Regions from separate parts of the Mus musculus genome. Here region 2 is linked to region 1. The links are chromatin contacts, called in public promoter capture Hi-C maps. All regions are on one chromosome and are shown on one strand. The core of a region is the stretch at or near the end of the contact, and the rest is flanking DNA. Distances in the headings are between cores, read along the strand shown.

Region 1 (6,909 bases), core at 1,429-3,928:
CAGCCTCCATCTAAAAGAAAAGAAAAAAAAAATCCTGCGAACTTGACCTACAACAGAACCCAAGCTGACCCACGTACCAGGAAGGACCTCATGGCTTGTCCTTGGCCAGAGTTACTCCCTAACGACTTCCTAGTAACAGTTAATCAAAGATTAGTCTGGTTGTTTCAGATGCACTTTAAGACCGTTTGTGAATGTATACAGTCTTGCTTCAGAGCACCCACCTGTCGGTTTATAGTCATTTTATTAGATGCTTGCCAGACTGGACACCCCTCCTCACCCCCTTACTTGCTCCTATTTTCCTATAAAACCTTGTCCTGCTGAGGGTTCGAGGCTGCTCTGCCTTCCCTGCCCATCCTGCTGTGTCAGGATTAGGTTGGAGGAGAGCCCAAGCCCAAGCTTGTAATAAAGAAACCCTAATACATCAGAAACGGCTCCTTGGTGGTCTTTGGGGTTCACGAACGATTCCTGGAACAACATCTTTTTTTCCTGTAACATAGGTGGGAGGAGTAGGCAGGCCCTTGGCTTTTCAGTTTCAGGTTGATCTAGCTCAATGGTCCTTAACCTTCCTAACATTGCCACCCTTTAGTACAGTTCCTCATGTTGTGCTGACCCACAACCATAAATTCATTTTCATTGCTACTTCATAACTGTAATTTTGCTACTGTTATGAATAATAATATATCTGTGTTTTCTGATGGTTTTAGGCAACCCCTATGAAATGGTTGTTCAACCCTAAAGGGGTCTTGACCCACAGGCTGGGAACCACTGTTCTAGAAGGGCTTTAGAAAACCAGTCAGCCCTTTACAAAGACACACATAAGCATACATATGTACTTCCTTCCCTATCCATGTAGCAGAACAGGTGCTGAGTTATGAGCTGTATAAACAGGAAACTAATGTAAATAACTAATCACAGGGGAATGCCATGCAGCAATGAGATCAGCTAGTTCATAACCATAAGCAACAATTTTGACAGATGTCATAGGCATAATAGTGAATGAAAGAAGCCATCTTTATATAAAGAGTACACACTATCTGTTCTAGTTAGGAGAATTTAAAATTCAGGGTATGGAGATAATAACAATTCCACTTTGTTATAAGTTAAAAACAAGGGCTGGAGAGATGGCTCAGTGGATAAGAGCACTGACTGCTCTTCCAGAGGTCCTGAGTTCAATTCCCAGCAACCACATGGTGGTTCACAACCATCTGCAATGGGATCCAATGCCCTCTTCTGGTGTGTCTGAAGACAGCTACAGTGCACTCATCATATATATATATATATATATATATATATATATATATATATAATAAGTAAGAAAATAAATAAATAAAATCTTTTAAAAATAATAAAAACAAACAAAACAAAACAAAAAAACTTGGGTTGTATGATGGATGGATCCTGCTTTTAAACATTCAAATGAACACCCCACCCTCCATCTGAAGCAAACGCAGAAGCAAACTTCATGCTCTTTGGCAGCTGCAGTACCATTAAACAGCACCCTCGGCCCATTTCTGGACTTTATGAGCTAAGAGCCGTCACCCTAATTTCAAAAATCTAGAAACTGCTCTCAAAGGAGTTACATCAGCAGTATACTTGTAGGACAATCTTCTAGAGTAGATATAGATGCTGATGTGGTCATCTTTACTAAATGTGATCTGCCTCACTTGTGTTAACTTGCTCCTGCCCATCAATGGCTGCTGTATGTCTCCACATTCCAGTACTACTATCATCTCTGGGATACTGGGATGCCACGGCTCTATCTTCCATTATCAGTTAAACCACCTCTAGAATCACTTGGTAGACATGCCTATGGGCATGCCTATGTGGGATTATCTTGATTGCCTGCTGTGGGTGGCACCATTTCCCGGGCAGGAAATCCTAGATTGTATAAGTAGAGAAAGGGACATGAGCACCAGCATGCATCCACAGCTCATTGCTTCATGGTTGTGGATGCCACGTGACCAGCTGCCTCAGGCTCCTGACGCCTTGACTTCCCTGCCATGAGGACCGTACCTTGAGCTGCGAGCTGAAATAAATCCCTTTCCTCCTTGGTTGCCTTTGTCAGGGTATTTTATCACAGTAAAAGAGCAAGTAACTAAGATACTAGCGTTTTGAGCAGTCCTTCCTTGGGAGGGACATAATCTGCCTAGACATGGTATAAGTGATGGACAAGGGGGGAAACGAAGAAGCTATTGCAACAGTGCAGGCAAAGCTTTGTGTAGGGTGCTTGCCCTTGGACCATGGTGGCAGGTGTGGAAGCCAGAGGATGACATTTGTATAGTGTTTTTGCTGTGTTACTTATGGTTTACATTAAAGGCATCCCTAATGTTTCCTCAGTGGATTTTTTGCAACTTTGCATTCTAATGAACAGTGGTGCTGGGAGAAGCTGAGGAAGATTTAAGGTTACTGTGGATGCCGGACTGCTTAGATCTAAAAACCTAAGTGTGTTCTAGGCCTCTAAGCCTCTGGCGCAGCAATAATTTAGCAGCTGAGCCCCCCAGACGCTTTTCTGTGACCATGCGCAACAGGCCAGATAATAGCCTATGGAAAGCACTGGAGTTTCTGAAATCCAGGCCAGCGGACCCCGGGAATCGTAGTTCCTAGCCTTTGCGCAGGCGCAGTGGGTCCCGAAGTCTTGCGCGCGCAGCTGCTGCGGGACAAGGTTCTGAACGCTTATTGCGGTGCAGCTGGCTGCGGATGCTGGTGCAGGTATTGGTGCTTTCCGCCGTTCGGTTCGGGGCTGCGCGGGTTGTGGGCTCCGAGCGCACGCCTTGGGCGGATTGGGACCCAGAGCGTCCCTCGCACCAGGCGCGCTGCGCTGCAGCTGCAGCTGCGGGGGCGTGCACTTCAGCAGCACCGCGCCTTCCCGTCCTTCCATACCACCCTGTGCTCAAGTCTTGAAAACTTCGCCACCATTGGTATTTTGAGCCATATAATTCTTTGGTGTGTCTGCTCGCGTGAATGTATGTGTATGCGTTTGATCCTTTTATTAGATGTTGAACAGCGTCTCTGGCTGTATCAATCAGAAACCTGGATCGTCCTTCCTCCGCGTTCCTAATAAGCTGGAGGTCTCCAGGCTTTGCCAGCTGACACCTGTGGGGTAAATTGCCGCTGACTTTCTCCTACGCGTTGGGAACCAGTACCTGCGTCACATTTTCACAGAGCCTCTGTTGAAGCAGCTGCGCATGTCTCAGTCACTGCGGAGTCCCAGGTACCCAAAGGGGTGCCAGGTGACATGGTGGGCGCCTGATGGTTAGCAAAGAAATAAATGACATCTCGCGTGCTGGGTGTCGGGTCCTGAGGTGGATGGTTAATGCTATGTTAATTGCAATAAGAGGCTAGTATATCCTGCCAAATAGTGGTACATCTCGGGTCCTATTTCTGAGATGTAAGTGATCTCTACAGGCCTGTCCCCACAGTGCCCATTCCCATCTTTATAGATCCCAGTCATTTATGGTATGAATGAATGCAAGCAGCACAGGCTAGGCTGTGTGCAAAAGATCATTTAGAGATCAAAAGGAATTTCACTCGATGGTGGTGGCCTGTCAACAGAGAAGAGTCGGAGCTTTTGTTTTTGATATGGTTCCTGTGAGGTTCCCCCAACCGCTGGTGGGGTGGGGGTGGGGGTGGGGGTTAATGAGGGTTGAAACCACATGCTAGGCAAGTGTTCTATCACTGAGCAGTATCCAGCCCTGGTTTTATTTTGTGTTTATGAGTGTTTTGCCTGCATGTATATCTGCACTGTGCGATTGTCAGAAAAGAGAGTGTTGGATTCCCTGAAACTGGAGTTACAGATGGTTGTGGGCTGCTATATAGGTGACAGGAATAGAATTGATTATGGGTTCCTCTGCTAAAGCCGCAATGCTCTTCACCCCTGAGACCCAGGAGCCCTGTTGGGAAGAATGAGCAAAGGATTGTTAGGAGTAGGAAGGCATCATTCCAAGTGATGAGGGGGCGGGAATCTCGCTGGTGTAAAAGACAGAGAGAGTTTGTGTGTGGTATTTCTGTGTGTGGTTTTTTGTGTGTGGTTTCTGTATGGCTGCAGTGTCGATCTATGAGGTATCCAGGCAAATCTTAAGATTATTCTTTGTGCCCTCTGCTTTGAACTTGGTCTTGGTGGACCCTGTTAAGGGCTTCCAGGCAGGGAAATGACAGGATCGGCTTTTGAGAATTAGGAGAAATCCTTTGGCTACAGCTCAAGAGTGGATTGAAGACAACTAGACTTACAAGAGAAGCTCTAAGGTTCAGAGCACCTGTTGCTCTTCCAGAGGACTCAGATCCAGTTCCGATCTCAGACATGGCAGCTCACAGCCTTCTGTATCTTCAGCTCCAGGGAGCCAATGCCACCCCCTGACCTCCATGGGCACCAGGCACACTTGTGGTACACATGCACACAGGCAGGCAAAACACTCAGACGCATAAAATAAATGTTAAGGTAGAGAGAGTCTAGTGTGTTATTTACTATATGAAAAGTAAGACTAGGGAGGAGAAATTTGGTAGTAGAATATGAAATCAGGTTTCAGAGTTGAGTGACTGGTAGGAAATGTGTTTGTTGAAAGAGGACAGGACCTGTTAAATAGGTTTGTGCCCGAATCACTTGGAACCAGGGAGATCTTCCATTCATTTTGTATGTGAGTAGTATTAATTCTGAAGTAACTGTCTGCTTGCAGAATATATTTATTTGTTTTGTTTTGTTTTTCTGAGACAGGGTTTCTCTGTCTAGCCCTGGCTGTCCTGGAACTCACTCTATAGACCAGGCTGGCCTGGAACTCAGAAATTTGCCTGCCTCTGCCTCCCAAGTGCTGGGATTAAAGACGTGCGCCACCACTACCCGGCCAGAGTATATTTAATTATCTTTATTTAACTCTTCAGTTTTTATTCCATAAAGAGTCTTCTTTTAGTAGAATAGTTGGTTGGGCGGAGCTTTTCTGAACCTCTAAATATATGGGTATAGGTGGAAGGGGGGTTCGTGTGTAATAAAAAAAAAATCAATGTTTTCAGAATTAACGATCCCTTTACTCATTTAGTGTCTTCTGTTTCTTCTTGACAGTTCCTTCAAGACTGTAATTTGGATTCCTGGAGCCTTTGGTAGTTTGCCGTGCATAGATAGTACCTGTTGGCAGATCCCACTGATACTCAGATAGCCTAAAGAGGACTGGATTCCTGCTGCTGATACGATGCAAGGTTTAGTGCCCTCAGACATGACGACAGGCCCCTCAGCTTTGGCTTTGAGTGAACAGAGCAGGGTCCCCAGAGTGGATACTCTGAGGGTCCAGGAGAGTATGTTAAGAGGAAATACTGATGACCTGGAGTCTTTCAGGCAGAAGTTCAGGTGGTTTTGTTACTCGCAGGAAGAAGGACCCAGAAAAACCCTGAATCAACTCTGGGAACTCTGCAAGCAGTGGCTGAGACCAGACATTCACACCAAAGAGCAGATCTTAGAGCTGTTAGTGTTTGAGCAGTTCCTGAGGGTTCTGCCTGGAGAGATGAGGATTTGGGTGAATTCTCAGCATCCTGGGAGTAGTGTGGAGGTGGTGACCCTGGTAGAAGACTTGAACCAAACACTTGAAGAAAAGGAAGGTGAGAGTTACAGGTGGAGGGTGGGGGTGGGGTGGGGGGTGAGAGGGGCCCCCTAAGATATGAGGTAAACCTCTCAAAGGAAGCAATGCTGCTAAGATTGAAAGTAACAACTATATATTTAAAAATAAAGGACAATTTAAGGTAGCGGTTCTCAACCTGTGGGTCAAGACCTCTTAGGGGGTCATATATCAGATATCCTGCATATCAGATATTTACATTATGATTCATAACAGTAGCAAAACTACAGTTATGAAGTAGCAACGAAATAATTTTATGGTTGGGGGTCACCACAACATGAGGAGCTCTATTAAAGAGTCACAGCATTAAGAACATTGGGAGCCACTGATTTAAGGGAAACATTCTATTTTACAGATTACTTCTGATCAGTTTGTGGGGTCTCTTGTTAGGGACCCTAATTTTAGAAGTTGATCATGTTGCAGTGATACACAAATCAGAGAGGAGTCAGGCAGCCCACATTTTAGGTATGTAAGTTATCTGTGTGACCAAAAATCAAAAGGTGGCAGTAAACAGTACTTTCTCCTAGCCATCTTAGAGCTTGTGGTAGAACCCAGTCTGCCCATCGCTGCCTCTGTGTGAAGATTCCTACAATGAAGAAGCCATTGCTAACAGCCATCTGTAAGGAAGAACAAGTTTCTTAAATTAATCCTCTTGCATCTTTATATACTTCTTTCTTTATATAATTTCCCCCTAGCTATCTGGTCAATAAAAAATGCCAACAGTTCTTGTTATAAGATGGTAGAGAATGGGTTGAAAAATTATTTCCCCTTACTTGAAGAAGAATTGTCATCTGAAGATGTTCAGTATGTTTAGTCACTGTGAGTTGGAGCTCCTAGACCTCACCCTCTGCTGTTCCCCCTCAAACTCACACTGGAGTTCTCTCTCTCTCTCTTTCTCTCTCTCTCTCTCTCTCTTTTTAAAGAAAAGTTTTATTTATTTATTATATGTAAGTACACTGGAGCTGTCCTCAGACACCCTAGAAGAGGACATCAGATCTCCTTATGGATGGTTGTGAGCCACCATGTGGTTGCTGGGAATTGAACTCAGGATCTCTGGAAGAGCAGTCAGTGCTCTTAACTTCAGAGCCATCTCTCCAGCCCCTGAAGTCCTCTTGCTTCTTAGCTATTATCTGTAGAAATCAGCTAGCAATCCCAGAGGCACATTTGTTTTTTTGTTTTTTGTTTTTTTGGGGGGGGTTATCATAGTATTCAGTCAACAGCTATAAATAATATTTGAGCAAAGCTGGTTTACCTTGGTAGATCTTATAAATTAAAAATATTAGCCGGGTGTGGTGGTGCACGCCTTTAATCC
Region 2 (6,909 bases), core at 1,156-3,655, 60 kb after region 1:
GGCGATCTGACGCCCTCTTCTGGTGGGTCTGAAGACAGCTACAGTGTACTCACATCAAAAAAAAAAAAAAAAAGACAGGCAGGATAGCTCAGGCTTTAACCTTAGCACTCAGGAGGCAGAGGTGGTAAGATTGCCACAAATTAATTTAAGGCTAGCTTGGTGTACAACTGTAACTGTAGATCAGCCAAAGTGTGTGTGTGTGTGTGTGTGTATATATATATACATATATATATATACTTTGAAACTTTTTTTTAAAAGATTTATTTATTTATTTATTATATGTAAGTACACCGTAGCTGTCTTCAGACGCACCAGAAGAGGGCATCAGATCTCATTACGGGTGGTTGTGAGCCACCATGTGGTTGCTGGGATTTGAACTTCAGACCTTCGGAAGAGCAGTCGGGTGCTCTTACCCACTGAGCCATCTCACCAGCCCCTGAAACTTTTTTATTTTACTTTTTTTTTTTTTTTTTTTTTTTTTTTTTTTTTTGAGACAGGATTTCTCTGTGTAGCCCTGGCAGTCCTGAAAGTCATTCTGTAGATCACTCTATGGTCAAACTCATAGAGATCTGCCTACCTCTGCCTCCTTGAGTGCTGAAATTAAAGGTATGGTGCGCCATCACCGTCTGGTTACACTTTGAAAAATTTTAATTCTGAGACATCCTGCAGTGGTCCGAATTAGCTGTCTTAGTCGCTGTTCTATTGCTGTGAATAGACACCATGACCAAGACAGCTCTTATAAATGAAGGCATTGAGTCTTGCTTAGAGTTTCACAGGTTTAGTTCTCTCTCTCTCTCTCTCTCTCTCTCTCTCTCTCTCTCTCCCCCCCCCGTGTGTGTGTGTGTGTGTGTGTGTGTGTATGTGTGTGTGTGTGTGTGTGTGTGTGTGTGTGTGTGTGTATGAGAGAGAGAGAGTGGGGGTGAGGGGGAGCAGATGTGGGCTTTTGAAAAACTCAAAAGCCTACCTCCAACAAGACCATCTCTCTCAAGTCTTACCAAGAATCCCCTCACTCCCTGGCTACTAAGCATTCAAGTATCGGAGCCTGTGGCAACCATTCTTATTCAAACCACCACAGTGTGAGTACTCGTCAAACCTGCAAATGTGACTATTAATAGAAACTCCCCGTCTTGAAAGAGGTATTGGTATTTTGGCTCACTTTGAATTTATTTGAAATGAAATAATTGAGGTTTATAGAGGCTAAAGTCCATGTTGATACTAGAAAAATTTAATTGTATTCTTCCTGAATATCTAACATTGTCTATCAAATCTTCACTTGGTGTACAGACCAATCCCAATGGATAGATCCCTATCTATTAGTTGTTAGCCAGTTGCCATCATAGACCTGGGAAACTATAAAGTCAGTCATGTGGGATATACTGGTCATTCATTATCAACCCGACTGGATTTAGAATCACCATGGAAACACATCTCTGAGTGTGTGTGAGGCTGTTTTCCAGAAGGGTGTAACTGAGGTAAGAACAACATGGACACATCACCATCATACATAGTGAGGCATTGGATCAAATAAAAAGGAGAAAATAAATTTGGCACCCTTTTCATTCCTTTATTCTAATTTCAGATAATGTGTAACTAGCAACTTTGTTGCCAGGCCTTCTGGACTGTGGGGGCCGTATTCCCTAGAACCCTAAACCCAAATAAATCCTTCATCTTTGATGTTGCTGCTTGCAGGTATTTGGTCACAGCAACAAATAAATTACACATTTAAAAACTGTGGTTTATCTGAAATTTAAACTTAATGGAGCACGTCCTCTCCCCACTCCACCTCCTGATTTCCCTGGAGGCATTTGCAAGATCTTAAGCTGTATTTTGATTGTCACAATTAGGGATAATGGTGTTACAGGCACTTTTGTGGACCGTATGGGGGTACTACTAAACGTTTTACATCCTCCGGGCAAATAATTGTTTGCTCTAAAATATAAATAAGCAGAGAAACAGAGAACAAAAAGGCCACGGTCTTTCAGGGCTCCTGGGAGAGAGACAGTGCAATTGTCTAAGTTCATCTTCAGTTTGGGTTAGAGGGGGGGCAATGTCCAGGCCTGGAGACAGGATGCCAGTGCCCAGAGTTCCTACGGCAGCGGATGAAGTAGCGAGGTCGAGAAGGTGGCGTGTGGCTAGTCCTGCGTGTGGACTGTGCCGCACTAGGCGGCTAGGAGCGCTTCAGACAGACAGACACCTACCCCTGCCTCAGAAAAGACCGCTGAGCTACTAAGACTACCAGGCTCCACAACACACAGAAGCCGCCCGAGGCTAAGGCGTCCTTCTCTCCTAGCAACGCGCGGGGACGGAAGTGGCTGCGGCGCCACGCCCCCTGCGCCTGCGCACAGGCGCGGCCTGCTGACGTGGACCGGGCTGCGGGGCCGAGCCCGGCGCCGAGGAGAGCAGCCGCGGCCGCTGTGCTGGCAGAGCGGCGAGCGAGGCGGGGATGGCGGCGCGGCTCGCTTTGCGCGGGGGACCCGGGGCTGCCGGCCAGCGCCCATGGCTGCTGCTGGCGCCGCTGCTGCTGGTCCCGCTGCTGGCGCGGCCCGCCGAGGCCCTGGTGGAAGGGCTGTACTGCGGCACGCGCGACTGCTACGAGGTGCTGGGCGTGAGCCGCTCGGCCAGCAAGGCGGAGATCGCGCGGGCCTACCGTCAGCTGGCCCGGCGCTACCACCCAGATCGCTACCGGCCCGAGCCCGGGGACGGCCCCGGGGGCGCGCCGCCGAGCGCCGAGGCTTTCCTGCTAGTGGCGACCGCCTACGAGACGCTCAAGGTGAGGCTCGCGGGCGCTGATGGGTGGCTGGGGATTTGGGTCTCCTAGCCGGGTGATCAGGTCCTCTACGACCCCAGCACACTGCTGCCGCCTGGACTTTTAGGAGGTCCACGTTTCCCACGTGGCCGTGGAATGAGCCACCTTGGCCCGCTAGCCAGCATGGCCACCTCCTCGAGGACAGTTTTGGAGGACAGCCAGTTCTGTTTTTGGACAGTTGTTATGCAAAGCTTTGCACTTATTTTATTTTTGGTGTAAAAAGCATTCTGGTTACTTGAGGTGCATGCTCGGAAAGCAGGGTGATTGTCAGTGCTAGGATCTGAGATAGGACATAGAACAGAAAAGTCTGAAATACTGAGTATTAACAACTGATCATGCCAATTTGATAGGACAGAAGTTTGGCCTCTGGGATAATGTCAATAATGACATTTATCTAGAAGCGCGCGCACACACACACACACACACACACACACAAACAGCGAACTATCAGTCCGAAAACTGGACTGTGACTTTTGGCTCTGACAACTCCTGAGTGACCTTGGATAGTTGTTTCTGACTTGGGGCAGAAGATTGAGAATTCCTAGTAGGAAAATAATTTTTGGACGTGTGTAGTGATCTGACAAAGGCTTTATTGCCTGCTGTGCATGTAGGAGGATTTAGCTTGACCCCCTTTTCTTTGATTACTGCAGTATATGTAAAAAAAAAAATCACCTGTTATGTCATGCTTGAGGGAGGTATTTCTGTTTCAAGAGCCCCATCGGAAGACTGCAGCGTCAGTCATAGCCGTGTTTCCATCATAGCTGTGTCTCTTTCCTAGGTTTTTGTTGTTGTTGTTGTTTTGTTTTCCAGCCTTCTTGTAATGACTACTTTGGATAGCTGTATTACCATTAATGGTGGATTAGTCCTCCAGATTAGCTTTACAGAGTTGGCAATTCGGAGTCAAATTCCCTTTCTTTCAGGCTTAGAGCAGTTTGATGTTTGGAGCTATTAAGACTGTACTTCACTGACTAAATTCTCACCAGCTAGTGAGAGTACAGTTTTTGTTGGCACTCAGTTGAGGTATGGGCGAGCAGTTAGAAAGAAATTTGAAGGCTTAGTCCCCATTATTAGAGGAATGAGTGATTGAGAGAACAGGCTTCAAAAAAACCAGAAAGAACTTGCTCCCCCTGGAACCACTCAGCACATGAACCCCAAACTGTTTGCTGAGGAACGTGTGGTTCTATGCTGCCCGACCTTCCAAGGGCCTCGAGGTGCACTGGGGGCTCTGCTGAGAGAGCCAGGACAGATAGGAGCAGAAGTGCTGGCAACTGTCGCCTTCGCCTAGGTTTTGTGGGGCAAGAGATGGGTGGGTAGGTTTGGCGGGGGAATGGTAAAGGTGTTCATAAGAACTTTGAGAACAAGTGCCAGGACTAAAGTGTAGTGCCAGCAGATGACATTCTCAATGGAAGTACTCCTAGGACTCAAAATAGTTATGCTATTTTCTTAGGGACACTGTTTCCAAAGTCTAATCTGGTTGTTTTGGTTGTTTGGTTGTTTTGGTTTGTTGCTTCTAAAGGTTTCTACTCTAAAGTTTAGAACTGATTTATCAGAAAATAAAAAAGCTAGGTAAAACAATGTGTCCACTCAAGGCCAAGGGGCTTCTAGGCAGTTATAAAGTGTGTTGTCTGGCATGGTGGTGCACGCCTTTAATCCCAGCATTTGGGAGCCAGGGGCAGGTGGATCTCTTGAGTTTGAGGCCAGCCTGTTCTACAAAGCAAGTTCCTGGATAATTGGGCTACACAGAGAAACCCTGTCTCCAAATACATACATACCACCACCAACCTTCCCCCTCTCCTCCCAAATACCTAGAGTTCCTAGAGAAAGTAACATTTTACTTGACTCTGACAAGGTGTTTGTAGTAGCTCAGAACACTCAGAACACTCAGAACACTTCCCAGCAGGGAACTAGAAACTTGTGGAGTTTGGCACTGGAGGAGAAGGCCCTGGGGAGTGTTCTAGCCCCAGCTCCCAAGCCGAACTACGTCAAGATACAGCAGAACTCTGAAAATACCTGTTTAGAATTTAGATCTGAACATAGCTTCAGCTTCTCAATGGAGTACTGATAAGCTCGTCTCTGCTCTTTATATTGCCTTCAGCTGGAAAAGGACGTTAAAAGCTGTGGTGTCAAAGACAAATAGGTTGCCTGATTTGTGTTTCTGTTGTAATGGAGAACTGAGAAAGTTGCCTAAGAATAACACTTCTGAGTAATGCAAAGACTTAATAAAGATGCCATCCAGTTTGTAGGACGGGCTGATCTTCCAGTTATTCTACGGAGGTCATGCAGATATAATCACTGTTTGTTTGTATCATATCTTTAGTGTGGAAGAAGGATTTGTGGGGGAGAAGAAATATAGATGAACTTTACTAGGAACTGGTCAGGTAGACTGGTAGGGGAAATTGAGGTCCAGGGGCTCTGGACTCTAGGATAAAAAAATGGCACCCAGAAGCCTGTCCCTAAATGTTGAGCATAAGTACATCTTCCACATGGGAACTGCATTCGTGTTTGACGTCAGTGGACTTGTGGTTCTGTGCTCATATTGAGAGCAAGGGGAGCAAGGTGGGCTTTGTTTTTGTTTTGCTTTGTTTTTTGTTTTTGTATTAAAAATAAGTACAATTAATGAGACAAGAAGGTAAGACCCGTGGTCATTACTAATTTAGGAACAAGTGAGTCCGACTGTGCATGAGGAGATTGAGGGAAACCCAGAGAAGGGGTGGGTGATGGAGGGAGGGCAGAGGCCGTCCATGTGCAGATGCTATGCAAGGTTACACTTGGTTCCTGTTAGCAAGGCCGTTCTGGGTCACGACATGACTCCAGACAGTTGTGATCTCACACAGTGAGTGTGATGTGGTGTGCTTTTATGGCTGTTGGGAATTGAGAGAAATCCTAGACTTTGGAAGAAAGTGGACTCACTGGCTCAGTCAGCGCCGAGTCTCCTGGGGTGGAACACTCTAGTCTGGCCGTGGGAACTGCTGTGGCTATAGCACTTATCACACTGAGTGTAAATTTCAGGAACCCTTCCTTCTCTTGCACTAAACATGCCCCTTTGTCATGTGTATCCACAGGACCTAGCACAATGTCTGGCACATCAGATAGTGAATATTAGTTAAACTCTCATTTGGAGACAGTTGGGACAGGATGGAAATTAGAACTGTTCCCGCTGTTTGACTCAAACTGTGATTTTAGAGTAGTACAAATAATATGAACTGGACGGCTGGGAGTGAAGCAGCCTGCAGGAGAGGAGACCTGTGCTTCCCACTTTCATTGTTTTTAGGGCTTTAAAATGAGAGCAAAAATAACTGTGAATGTAGGTAAAAATTGGATTAAAAAACCAAAACCAGGAGATAGCGCAGAGTGAGCAGATGCAGGAACAGCCAGAAAAGATTCAGTTAACAGTTATGGTCGGTAAGAGATGAAGACGTAGACGCGGACAACGTTTCACAACCCGACAAGAACATAGGAAAGGTCACAGCAATATTCTGCTGTGAAGGTTATCTGATTAAAAGTTAGAGCGTGTAAAGAGATTAGATCTGTCTTGGAATGGAGGCTTCACCAGAACAATGCTTGTTTTTCTTTTTGTCAGTGGCTGAGGTGGCAGAACTCCTAGCACTTAGAGAGAATTTGGCAAAAGGAGGATCTTGCGCTCCCTGCCCTGTGCTGTGACTCACTGCAGGTTTCTTACCAGATTTCTGACTGTCCTTTCCTGAGCTGACAGGAGGTGCTAGTGGGGAGGCAGTGGAGGTACAGCTCTCTCTCCCTGTTTTTTGGTTTTGTTTTTAAACCAAGAATTGAATTTTGTATATGAGCTATATACCCAGAACTTTTTCTTTTCTTTTCTTTTCTTTTCTTTTCTTTTCTTTTCTTTTCTTTTCTTTTCTTTTCTTTCTTTCTTTTTCTTTTTTCTTTTTTCTTTTTTCTTTTTTCCCTAGATAAGGTCTTACTATGTAACTTTGGCTATCCTGAAACTCTATGCAGACAAGATTGGCCTTGAACTCACAGAGATTCTACTACCTCCACCTCTTCATTAAAGGCTGTGCCACTCTGTTGGTCTAGATTATTTATTTATTTTGGTTTGGCTTGGTTTGGAGTCAGGGCTTTCTATAGCT

The links. Capture Hi-C pulls out chosen DNA fragments and counts their contacts.
Region 2: a promoter capture Hi-C map of liver shows a contact between it and region 1. The contact joins the promoter of Dnajc25 here to the promoter of Zkscan16 in region 1. A contact is called at or near these places in 3 of 39 promoter capture datasets (erythroid cells, hippocampal neurons and macrophages), 4 of 484 Hi-C or Micro-C datasets (germinal center B cells, nephron progenitors, pre-B cells and 1 more), 4 of 115 datasets of contacts at active chromatin or transcription factors (CD8 T cells, the SCID.adh cell line and embryonic stem cells) and 3 of 9 other capture datasets (adipose tissue, liver and pancreatic islet).

Annotation. Positions count from the first base shown.
Region 1 is chr4:58,940,950-58,947,858 of GRCm38.p6, forward strand. Zkscan16 (zinc finger with KRAB and SCAN domains 16) reads left to right here and starts at 2,679. Exons shown (of 6, transcript NM_001099323.3): 1 at 2,679-2,709; 2 at 5,051-5,580. The coding sequence starts at 5,178.
Region 2 is chr4:59,000,788-59,007,696 of GRCm38.p6, forward strand. It overlaps Dnajc25 (DnaJ heat shock protein family (Hsp40) member C25), which reads left to right and starts at 2,406. Exons shown (of 4, transcript NM_001033165.3): 1 at 2,406-2,770. The coding sequence starts at 2,444.